Regions from separate parts of the Sus scrofa genome. Here region 2 is linked to region 1. The links are chromatin contacts, called in public Hi-C maps. All regions are on one chromosome and are shown on one strand. Each heading gives the region's core, a stretch centred on a gene start, on an enhancer-like site or on the middle of the called end of the contact. The rest is flanking DNA. Distances are from core to core; before and after follow the strand shown.

The links. Hi-C and Micro-C count contacts between places; a contact is called where the count stands out from the background.
Region 2: a Hi-C map of embryonic fibroblasts shows a contact between it and region 1, with 2.1 times the contacts expected there. The contact joins the enhancer-like site here to the promoter of CACNA1C in region 1. A contact is called at or near these places in 6 of 47 Hi-C or Micro-C datasets (embryonic fibroblasts, heart right ventricle, mesenteric adipose tissue and 2 more) and 1 of 2 datasets of contacts at active chromatin or transcription factors (skeletal muscle).

Annotation. Positions count from the first base shown.
Region 1 is chr5:69,013,347-69,019,539 of Sscrofa11.1, reverse strand. CACNA1C (voltage-dependent L-type calcium channel subunit alpha-1C) reads right to left here and starts at 2,586. Exons shown (of 50, transcript XM_021092981.1): 1 at 1,828-2,586. The coding sequence starts at 1,876.
Region 2 is chr5:69,199,425-69,205,617 of Sscrofa11.1, reverse strand. All of the region lies in intron 4 of CACNA1C (voltage-dependent L-type calcium channel subunit alpha-1C), which reads right to left. Among named protein-coding and RNA genes, the nearest start is that of CACNA1C, 190 kb to the right of the region's middle. Within about 2 kb of position 2,752, at least 39 of the 83 cell types and tissues checked have an H3K27ac peak or open chromatin away from gene starts, as enhancers often do. A contact at or near this core is called in embryonic fibroblasts and skeletal muscle, where this site is marked.

The DNA.
Region 1 (6,193 bases), core at 1,337-3,836:
CACGCTCGCCACTGCCTTTCCCTCCATCTTCCTCACAGCCTCGCCGGGGCCAGGCCGCTGCTCCTACTTTTAATGTCTGCTCCCCGAACATGTGTGGGGAGGAGATGTGGGGGGACAAAGGGGCAAAAGGAAGGGGGGAAAGCGCTAAAAAGGGTTTGTCCTGCACTGAGGGGAGGCCTCAGGAACTAAGACCATCACCACCATGTGAATAATAATTATGACCACAGCCCACTGCCATTGTCAGTGACAGCGGGGACCGGCCACTGGGCCCTCCTCTTGGAGGCTGCCGGGACTGAGCCGAGAGGCCGGAGGGGAGAAATCCATCCCTGCTCTTCACAAACGTCACCCTTTCCTTTGTGTCTCTCCTGGCCTCCCTCCTAACCCATCACTGCTTCATCCGGAGGGGGACGGGGAACAGGTGAGGGTGGGGCACGGCCTAGAGAAATCTAGGGACAGAAGTTGCCCTTGTGACCCCAAAGCCCTGGCTCACCCAGGACTCACGACCCTGGACAAAATTCTTTCCACCAAAAGAGGCCAAAATCCCCTTCCTGCCAGCCAAGCTGGAAATCAGTTTCAGGAGGGATGGAGGCCAGGGAAGCTGCCTGGCGGCCTCGGGTTCTACAGGGTAGGGGCTCTGCCTGCTACCACGGGGATGGGGGCCGCAGGAGGGAGGAGGCTGGAAAGAGGAGGCAGAGACAGCCTGATCGTCAGAGGAACACTTTAAGTGCCCAGGAAGTAGCAGGGCCAACAGCGACAGGTATTGAGAAGGAAGAGATTGGAAGGAAGAGTATAAACACGGAGGCTCAGGAAACCAGGAGAGACAAGGAAGAGCCTGCACCCAGAGACAGAGAAAGCCATGGGGGAGGCAGAGGGAGCTGGGGACCGCCACAGGCCAGCAAGACTTGTCCCTCTACACTCCACCATAACCTTAACTGCTGAGCAGTGCCAAAAAATAATCACTTGTTAATATGGGGGGGGGTTTAGAAAGTTTCCAGGAAGTGGGGAGTTGCTTGAAAGCCTTTCCCCCTCACAGGGGGAGCTGCTGACACTTGATGCCAAGGATGGAGCTGCTGGGAAAACACTGGGCGATAGTGTGCAGCCGCGTGAGCTCGGCACACCCTTTCATTATTGCCTCAAAACATGAAAAAGCAGAGCCCACACACCGCCCGCATCCCAACCGCTGACATCCTCAGGTGCTAGCCCACATGTGGGTGCGAATCCGAACACACGGGGCGTGGGCGCGCTGGGGGTCAGCGGCAGCAGCGAGGTGGGTGGGTGTAGGTGAGCCAGAGAAGAGGGACACAGGGAGGGAGAGAGATGGGGGGGGCGGGTAGTCCACTGGGAGAGGGAGAGGGGAAGGGAGAGGCGAGACTCCCAGACTCACGGCTGCCTCCCGGCCCCCACCCGCCACCTGGAGCGCGCTGCCGGGGCGGGGGCGCGGGGCAGCGGGCGGGGGCGCCGGCCGGCCGGGTGCCGGGGGCGCGCGCGCGCTCCCAACCGCGCCCCGGGCGAGGCGAGGACCCCGGCCGCCGGGCTGGGGCTCGCGGGCCGTTCGGCGGGCTCTTCCGGCCAGCACGAGCCAACGAGGCAGGAGCAGACACTTGGGAACTTTTCCCCCTGCTTGGAATTTCTCCGGACGCCCGGCTCGGGGGCCGCGGGCGGGGGAGGGGCGGGGATTTTCCGCTGGGGCTCCGCGCGGTTCGGCCTGGGTCCGGCGGGTTCCCGGCCGCTCTGGGAGAAGGACGCGCGTCGGGGACCGGCCGGGGCCGCGGGGCGCGCCGATGAGCCGGCGAGGCTGACGGGCGCGGCGGCGGGGGCTAGCCTTACCTTGGTGGTTTTCCTCTGGAATGTACATCCTCGTGTTTTCATTGACCATGGACCAAGAATTGTTTTAAAGGGAGAAGAAGCCACAAAGAGGAAGAAATGTCAAACACCCCCAAGCGGGTCTGCACTAATCCCTCCTCCGAGGTCGGCGGCTTTCGTGCAAAATTCGAGGAAGCCGTGGATCTGCAGTATCTCTTCTTTCCTTTGGCTGATTACCTGATTCCCATTATTGCATCAAAAACCAAAAACTGATCCTTTCCACTACCGCCTCCTTCAGTGAAATTGTAATGCATCCTCAGCACATCCGGGCCCCTTCCAAGAATTCAGCGCCGCACCTCTGGCGGCCACAGCATTTGAAAAAATAAATGGAGAGGCAGAGCAAGAGGAGGCGGAAGGGGGAGAGGGGAGCGCGGACCCCAGGACGGGAGGGGCCCGCCGGCCGCCGGCCTGAACCGTCTCCGCCCGCTCTCGGCGCGTCCTCCCGGCTCTGCTCCGCTTTTTCTGCCCAAAGGTCCGGCGAGTCCCGAGGGCGAGGAGGCAGGAAGGCGCCGCCGCTCCGGGCCGCGCCGCGCGCCGCTCTGGCAGAAGCTGTTTCTGCAGAGGCGGCGAGAGGGAGCCGCGGGCAGGAGCGCGGAGCGCGGCGCTCACCCCGCGGCCCGCCGCCCCGCCCGCCCGCTCGCCCGGCGCGCCCCAGGCGGACGCGCTGAACGCTTCCAGATGTGGCGGCGGCGCGCGGGGCCAGGCGCACGGCGCGGGGCGCGCGGCGCGGACTTGAGCCCGGCCTGAGCCCCCACTTGCCCGGCGGCCCGCGCCTCTGCCCACATGCCGCCCGGACACACCCCTCGCGCCCCGCCCCGGCCCCCGGGGCCCGCGCGGCCCCCACAGCGGCGCGGCCTCTGGCGCGCAATTCCTGGAGGGGCTGCCGTCTGCCCACCTAGAGTCTCTGCAGATCGGACCAGAAAGCAAAACAGCAAAACGAGCCGTGATCCCACAGCTCTGTTCGATCGATTACGATCAGAACCGGTGCACGAGTGGCGTGGAGAGGCGAGGGTGGGAAGAGGCGAGGGCAGAGAGGGAAAGGGCCCGAGAGGCGGAGCCTCCTGGCAAGGCAGTGGTGCCCAGATGTCTGAGCAGATTAATAGACCCGGGGTTTCTCAATTCCTCCGAGGCGGGCCGAGCAGCGTGCTGCTAGGATATCCTTACCTTCTCCTCTTAATTATTTCTGCCACTCCGGCGGGAATCTATTGAGCGCCTCTCCTTCCCGGATCAGCAAACCTTTCTCCCCGTGCCTCAGGCAGACAAGGAAGGTCCATGGCACCCCCTGCAGGCCCGGGCTCCTGAGAGTGGGGCGGCCTGTACCCTGGCAGGGCGGCCTACAGCTCCCTCTTGGGAAAACTTCCACTTCCTGCGCCCAGACCCCACTCCCCAACTGCACAATTCCCCGGGGCGAGCCCATCTCTTTCCCTGGCCTTAAGCCACTGTCCACAGCAAATTTGTGTCCTCAGCCCAGGCCTGTCTTCCTGAGCGCCAGGCTACACAGCCAAATCAGTGCGAACATCTGAACCCTAACAGATCCAAACGCAGAATTCTTTCTCTTCCAAGCAATACCTGCTCCTCACCTGCCCCTCCCCCATCTCCGTTGATGGAACCAAAACGCTGGGGTCGTTCTTGGGTTCCTTTCTCTCATCCTTACACCGATCCTCTGGGAAATACAGAAAAATTCTGAATGTGACCACTTCTCTGTCCTATCTCGGGCCTGAGCCAACATCCTCCTGTCCTTCACCTGCGTTTCTGCAGAGGCCGGTGGCCCCCTCCCCTCCTTTGATATTTTCTCAGTGCTACATTTAGAGCCACACATGCAAAGTGTCGCATCCCAGCACCTCTGCTCAAACCCCCAGGGCTCCCCAGTCCACTTAGTCAAAGCCCGTGTCCTCAGAGGAGCCTTCCCGGGGGCCCTGTGAACAGCGGGGACAGCTTCTCTCAAGGCCTCCTACTGATCTCACACTTGTTCCAGCCTCACTGGCCCCGTGCTGTACCCCAGGGTTTCCAGGAAGTCTACTCCCTTTCATGGGCGCGTGGCGCGCGCGTGTGCCCACACAAACACACACACAACTGGCGCCCTTTGCTCTAGCTATCCCCACCGCCTGCAACACTCTCTCCTCAGATATCACCTGATAAACTCCCTCACTTTCTTCAAGACTTTGCTCAAATCTCACTTTTTCATGAAGATTGACCCTCACCACCATACCTAGTACAGTCCAAAGTCAGTATCCACAGATTGCGAATCTGCGGATGGATCCACGGTTGGTTGAATCTGCGGTTGAGGAACCGCAGATGGGGTGAGGGCAACTAAGGGACACCATCTCGTAAAAGGGACTTGAGCATCGGGAGGCTTTGATACACATGGAGGTCCTGAAACCAACAACCCGCAAATATCAAGGGACCACTGCACCACAAGCTGCCGAATCGGCTCCTCTAGCAACTTCGATCTCCCCTCTCCCTACTTTTATTTGGTATTTAATCCCTCCCTGTATAACATAGTGTATAGTCTACTTGTTCATTAATTACCTTGTTTATTGTCTGTATCCCCCACTGATTAAATGTCAATCCCATAAGGGCAGGGCTCTCTGTCCTTTTTGTTCACCAGTATATCTCAAATGTACAGAACAATGTCCAGCAGAGAGCAGTTCCTTAATAAATATGTTTGGAATGAGTGAATGAGTTCCTGGGATAGTTTCAAGAGTGCCACCATTCACCACACCAGAATGCCTCTGTAGGATCCCTGATTGGTGTCTGAAAACTCACAGCTCCATCTTTGCTCCTTTGGCCAAGTTTTGGCGAAGTTTAAAATGCAAACGCCCCTACCAGAGGCATTAAGCCTTATCCGTCTTTCTACTGTGAATGATGATCTAGATCTTGTTGGCTACAAGATAAATCTGGCCTCTTCATTCTGGTCTGTTCACACTCCATTTTCAAGCTAAGAGAGAAAATCAGAAATGACATAAATCCAAATAGCTCCTCCATTTAGCTTTAGAATGCATTATAAGCCTGTGTTTCAGAGGCCCATGAGCCTGATTATGTGTTTAAACGAATATTAAAATTGGTTTGCCCCTTCTTTACACAGGGCAATACAGGAATAATAGTGACAGTTAACACTGCTGAGTGCTCTGGGGGGGTGATAGGTGTTTTACCACTTTATCTCACTTAATCCTGTTGCATAGAGAACAGACTTGTGTTTGCCAAGGGGGAGTGGGGGGTGGGGGTGAGAAGGGAGTGGGAGGGACAGGGAGTTTAGGGTTAGCAGATGCAAACTGTTACATTTAGAATGAATAAGCAATGAGGTCCTGCTGTGTAGCACAGGGAACTATATCTAGTCTCTTGGGAAAGAACATGATGGAAGATAATAGAAGAAAGGGAATGTATGTGTGGATGACTGGGTTACTTTGCTATAGAGCAGAAATTGGCACAATACTGTAAATCAACTATACTTTGATAAAAATAAGAAAAGGCTCTAATCAATAATCCTCATTGCAAGGATAAGGCTGGTGTTGCTGTTGTGATTATTATGCCCATTTTACAGATGGGGAAACTGAGGCCTAGAGCTTTAACTTACATGTCCAGAGTCATCCATCTGGTAAACTCTGGAGCCTGGACTTAGCCCAGGAGGGTCTGGCTCCAAACACACGTTGATACCATGATCCTACTCTCAGAGGGGTGACCAAGGGTGAGCTAGAGTTGGGCAGGGGACCAGGCAGATGAAAGTGACAGTGAAATGACCGCACCACATGCCTTAGGGAACTCACTGGGATTATGTGGAATTTACAGCCAGGCTCTTTGAAAGGTAGGCACTGTGTGAATTTGGCAAGTCAATATTACCTTCATGCCTCTCCAGTTTCGTTTTTCACTTCTCTTTTCAGCTAAGATATGTTCTTTCCCTTCCAGAAAAAGTTACTTCCTAAATATTTGGTCTTGCAACGTGTACCCAAATCTTGGCTTCTAACTTTGGAACACAGCCCTCGGTGCTCCCTTTCCAGGTAACAGATTCTCCACATGACAAAGGGAAACCAGGCACAATTCTGATTTGGGGTTTGGGAGGCGATGGGAATCTTTCTGTCTGTCGTGGCAGGATCTGACTCTCTGTGGAAGGGGCTGAGGTGAACACTCTCTCTGCCTGTGTTGTGACACCTGGATGTGAATGCACCCTTTCTCCTACCCCCTCCCCACGTCTTCTTAAACATCTTCGGAGGAGAACTGTGTTCATTTTTCTTTGTGCAAAGCATAGTGCTTGGCATGTGTGGACACTCATTGTATGTCGAATGCATGATTCACTCTAGAAAAGACTCCTTAAAGTGACCATGGATATTTCCTT
Region 2 (6,193 bases), core at 1,503-4,002, 190 kb before region 1:
ACCAAAAGCCTCTGAAAACTAAGGTAAGCCTCTTGGCTTATTAGAGATAGAGGGAGCATGGACGTGCCTGGTCCCAAACTGTCCTTTACAGTGGCCCACAGGCAGCTGCAAGGCCATGGAACTAGTTACTGATCAGACGGAAACCCGAAGCCCTGACTCCATCAGTGGACTTCATCTTCTCTGTGTAGAAACAGGACAGGTAACCTAATCAATAATCGCTCAATCAATCACACAATCAGCGGAGGAGTGCCGTTCATCAGACCTTCCCGGCGCTGTGTTTCACTGTTTAAGATTTGCAAAGGATGTATAAGGACAGTGGTTCTACCAGAAAAGATTTATAAAGCTACTGAGAAATACAAGAGGAACAGGCTTCCAACACCCAGGATCTGAGTCTCAAGAAGGGGGTCTGAGCTTCCTTGTTTGTGAATTAAACAAAATAGCAGTTTATTTTTTCTTTCTCATGACAAAGTATGGAGGTAAATAGTCCACTCTACAAAGGTCACAGACACCAGAGGTTTCCAGCTCACTAGTCTGTCATCTCCAGAATGTGTGCCTCTTACTCATGGTCCAACATGATAGCTGGAGCTCCAGCCATCACATCCACATTCCTGGCAGAGGATGGAGGAAGGGACAAAGAAGGATGGAAGAAGAGCAAGAATGGATACTAGAGGGTAACTGATGGATCTGCTCAGCCCTATGGAGAGAATGTTCACCAAACCACAAGCCTCCTGGAGCTTGGCCCTGTGTGTTCTCAGAACATCTCCTAAAGAGTTGTTGGTGCATGGTCAGGCCCAGGTGGCCTCAGGGTTCACCCCAAGCTGGATCTGCAATGTTCCTCTGAGGTAGGATTCAATTCCTGTTCTGATACAGTTGGTTCAGCTTTAAAGGATCCCTCTGCCTAGAAAGCCCTTCCTTACATGACACGCAGCTCCTTTTTCCTCATTTGAATTTCTGCTTGAGCCCTTGGCCCCCACCCCATACAATTTACTGTCTTCTTAGCACATGTTACTGTCTGAAATCCCCTCATTTTTTACTTGTTTCCTGTCTGTTCCCTCCACAAACCCTCATACACATACCACTCCATGGAAGTTCTATGTCACTGCTTTATCCCCAGAACCTAGAGCCGTCCATACCTGACACCCACGGTGCTCACCAGAATTAATGAATTAAGCAATTAATTAATGTCAACACCAAGCCAAGTGGGATTGCACTTAATCATCCCATCCAACCAATGAGGTGGGGACAGACTCCCCCCCCCCGCCCCCTTACAGATGAGGAAGCTGGCAGAGATGCTGACCCAGGTCAACGTGGGCTGCTGGAAGTGGAGCTCACTGCGTAAACTGGAGGCAGAAGGCAGAAACCTCCCCCTTACTCCCATCAGACCCAGGGGACATTGGGAGCCAATGTTAGTAAGACACCTGCTCCCCCTTTGCCACGCCCCTGGGAGCCAGAAAGAGGTGCCCGGAAAGGTGAGAGGCAGGAAGAGCCAGCAGGAGCAGCTGTGACAACACTGGGGCCTGAGTGGAGCCTGAATGGGAGGCAGGGCTGTGCACACCTGGAATTTCCAGTGACTTGGCCACTGCAAATGCATGGTTACTGCTACAGCCTCAGCCACATACCGCCCCAATATGTGGCTGAGGAGTCAGGGCGGCTGCCTGGACACAGTGGGGACATGGCCTTGATGCTCCTTCTCTGGTCCAAGGGCTTCTGGGGGACCTGGCAGGTCTGGCTGTCCCTCAGGACCTGTAACTATCCTTGAGCCATTAGTATGTTGAGGGGGATGGGTGTGGGGTGCAGATAGGCTGAGGTTTCCAAGCACATCTTCTGCTCCTGCCCCTGCTGTGGCCTGAATGCCTGATGGAGGCTGAGGACCTAAGATGGGCTGATTTAATAAAGCACTGTCCTCAAGGGAAGCTGTGTGCTGACAGTGGGTCCCAGAGAAGGCAGCCTTAGAGGGGGAAGGCCCAGAGAGCCAGCCCCCTCCTCCCTCCTCTGTGCCTCTTACAGCAGCTCCAATCCAGAGCGGTACCTGGAGGGCCCAAGGCTGCTGGCTCACGTGCACATGCCGCTAATTGCAATGACTGCTATGTAATGCTTTGTGTATATTTCCCCAGACCAAGAAAGCAGACGCCGCGCCTGGTGGAACAGGTCATGCTGGTATTTGGGTTGCTCTTTTTTTCTTTTTTGCTAAAAATATATATTCAACAAATGCATGGGAAATGAATGAAAGCAAGGGAAACAGACAGTCAGGGAGGGCAGAGGGCAGGCTGCTGTGGCTGCCGGGAACAAGGTTGAGGCTGGGAGCGGGGAGGAGGGGCCTGGACCCCACAGGACCCGGAGGCCAGGCCTGGAGCGCAGCCACGGGCTGACCCTGGACATCCGTTTTCTGCTCAGCTTTGGAGCCGGGGACCCAGAGGTCAGGCATGGTGTGGCTCTTCCTTAGGCAGAGCACGTGTCCAGGGGCCGAGCCCTGGGCCAGGTAGCTGGAAAAGCCCCAGAGGGCACGGTGGAGGGCACTGGTGGTCTGAGAGGGAGAGGAAGTGCCTGACGCAGAGCTGAGAGCTCCTGCAGCAAACCCCAGGGGCTGTGCTCTAGGGGCGTGTCTGGCACCAGGAGGGAACAGCTGTGGGCTTCCTCAGCTCTGGGCAGCAGCCTGCATTTTCTCTGAAATGTTGGAATGACTCAGGCCCTAGGAAATGAAGTGTTTGCTGGACCCTCCACTGTAAGGGGTGCCTGGCTGTGTCTCCAGGGCCTGGCCCTGACTGCTAGCGCATCAGCCGCCTTCCTTCCTGGGCAAGGCCCCGCCCCCGCACCCCCTCCAACATCAGTAGCTGCAGCTGCGGCAGATCATCACATCCGCAGCCGAGATCAAAGCAAAGTGTGACGGGTGCCCGGGAGGCTGGTGCAGCCACGCCAGCTCGAGGCTCACCCCTGGGCCCTGTGTGGGGACCCTGGGGTCCAGCCCACCAGCACCACCTGGCCCTGTCCCCAAAGGCAAGAGAGTGTGGGAAGCTGGGGGTGCCGAGGGCCTGCCCTCTGGACAGCTGGGTGGGAGGGACCCTCTCCTGCATGGTCCCTGGCAGCTGCTCCTCACACAGGCCCCTGCAGCGAGGGGAGGGGCAGTGAGGCTGCAGTGACCCATGGGGACCCTGCCCGGCCAGGACAGGTCCCAGAGCTGTTGATCCACCGTGGGACATAGGCAGGAGCTGGAGCAAGAGACCTATCAGTGCCTTCTGCAGATGGACGGCTGGTCCTCAGAGGTGCCACCATTGTCAGAAAAGGAGCCAGACTTGCCTCCCCGTTGCCTCCCCTCTAACCTTCCTCTCCCTCCCTTCTCCCCCTCCAGTCACCTCCCCCACCCTGGGCGCTCACTTCCTGCCCACCTGCCATGGGGGACCTGTAAGCGCACCCAAGCCCCGTGTCCCTACTGCCCAAGCAGCCACCCCGACTCCTCTCCTTTCTGGGACTCTCGGCAAGGATGCCTCTGGACAACCAGCCTCTTGAGGGCAGGAGCCCCGGTGAGACCTGAGACCGTGTGGCCCAACACAGCGTCTACAGAGAAAGCTGGGAAGAATGCAGCCGCCTGGAGGGTGGAGGGATGCCCAGAGGCAATCAGCAGGAAGGAGGCCACTTCCACTGGAAGTGACATTGCCTGAGGGCCGGGCACTGGCCATGCTCACCAGGGCACTGATGGCCCCCGCCGTCCCTCCCCCACCCAGTGAAAAAACACTATCCAGGCATCTGCAGAGTAAGACGCCTCATCACCTCGTGGGTTCCTGACTGTGCGGTTCCCAGCTCCAGGGGCAGAAAGACTCACTAAGGGGCCTACGGGTAACTCCTCACACGCTCCTGAGTCAGCCCCAGGGGAGGGCAGTTAGGCTGCAACAACCCAACCGAGCCAGCAAGGGCCAGGCCCCTACACCACTAACAGCAAGTTTTAATTAGCAGAGAAGCTCGGGAACAGGAGGTCAGCTATTCATTCTCTGGGTGGCTCCCTCTCCAGGACGGGGCTGCTTTCAGCCTAATGATGCTTTCTCCCAGAATCTCTCCTCTAGACACTGACAGCAAAGGTCCCTGGGAGCCACCCCCTGCCCCTTGGGAACAGCTCCTCTGTGTCCGCAAATCCAGTCACCAGTAGGACCCTCGGGCTGCCCTCTAACACGTTTCTTCAGTTCAGCTGGATTTATGTGCAGCCAATATTTACTGAGTTCCTTTTAAGTTTTTCTTAAATTTTAAATTAAAAAAAAAAACTGTGGCAAAATATACATAAATACAAAATTTACCCTCCTAACCATCTTTAAGGGGGCAGCTCAGGAGTGTTAAGACCATTCACACTGCTGGGCAAACAGTCTTGCAAAAGAGAAACTCTGTCCCATTAAACACTGACTCCCCACCCCTCCCCTCAGCCCCTGGGAACCACTGTTCTACTTTCTGTCTCTACGAATTTGACCATTTGACCACATAAGTGGAGTTAAACTGTAGCTTATCTCACTGAGCATAATGTCCGCAAGGTCCATCCACGTCCTATCTCGTGTCAGAATTTCCTTCCCTTTTGGGTAGATGCGCACCACAATTTGCTCATCCATCCTTCCATCCACGAACACATGGGGTTGCTTCTGCCTTCTGCATATTTGAATAATGCTGCTTTGAACACGGGGGTACGAATATCTCTTTGAGACCCTGCCCTTACTTCTTTTGGGTGAATATCCAGAAGGGGAATTGCTGGATCATATGGCGGTTCTACTTTATTTTTTATTTTTTGTCTTTTCAGGGCTGCACCTGCGGCATATGGAAGTTGCTAGGCTAGGGGTCGAATTGGAGCTGCAGCTGCCAGCCTACACTACAGCCACAGTAACGCCAGATCCCCAACCCAGTGAATGAGGCCAGGGATCAAAGCCGCATTCTCATGGATACTAGTAGGGTGCATGACCACTGAGCCGTGACAGGAACTCCTGGTGGTGATATTCTAAATGCCGGAGGAACTGCCGCTCTGTTTCCTGCGGCGGCTGCACCGTGCTGTGTCCCCACCAACGAGGCACAAGTGTTCCAATTTCTCTCCATCCTCGTCAGCACTTGTTACTTCCTGTTTGTCTTGGTTTGGTTCAGGTTTTGAGGGCAGGGTCCTAGCAGGTGTAAGGCAGTGATTCCCTCTCCTGGCTCAGGCACTTGGCTGGTGCTTGGCATGAAGCCTCTTGTTTAAGCCACAAGATCCCAGGACATCGAGTGCAGTGGTGGCTGCCTTCTTCCCTCATCACTGGTCATTTTTTTCATGTGAGTGTGCATTTCTCTCCCTAGCAAACCAGCCCTCTCTATGGCATACACGTGCACCGGGTGGGAGCCAGCCCGCAGCCTTCATGGATACCTGGCCGGAGACCTGGCCAGGAAGGAGCAAGCAGTGCTCCTGGCACCAGAAGAGCTGCGTAGTGTCTTGGGCCTCAGGGCTCTGTCTCCAGGGATCTGAACCTACAGCTGCCTCTCCAGCCAAGCAGTGCCACAGGCTGCCCCTCCAGCAGAAGCAGGGATGACCAGCTCTGTCTGAGCACTGTTCTCAGCCCCATCTCGGCTGGTACAGGAAGCAGATGCTCGCCGGCATGTCTTGGAGAAGGTGCCTTGAATTCTCTCCTCCAACAACAGCCGTCCTGCCCTTTGCACACGCTGGCTGATCTGATCCTCACAACAACACAGCCGAGGGAGCTGGGATCACCCCATTTTACAGATAAAGAAACCAAGGTCTGCGGGGAACACAGGCTTTTCCTCAAGGTCACACAGCTAAGAGGCCGCAAAGCCCGTGCCCCTGGCTGCTCTGGCCGGCCGGTCGGTGCCTCACACGTGTCCAGCTTCAGGGGTCGGCCCCGGGTGAGTGGAAGGTAAACAGGACAGAGCCGGCTGCCTCAGAGGAGCCCATGACTTCCTGGGTGGCTCGCCTGCGCTCTGTGCATGAGGCCTGTCCTCCGACTGCAGCTTGTGACGAGTCTCATCCTCAGACCTGGTTCCCAGAGGCCAGGAGAGTCCGCAGTGCAAAGAGCCGCAGCCTGACGCGACCGCTACAGTCTGCTGTGACCTGTAGATGAGACCAGCCTCTGGGGTCAGGAACACTGAGACTTCTGACAAAGGCCACGCATCTGTGGCGCTGTCTCACTCTGGAACTAGGAGACCCAAAGACCTCTGTTGCGGGGAGCGAGCCAGAGCCCTT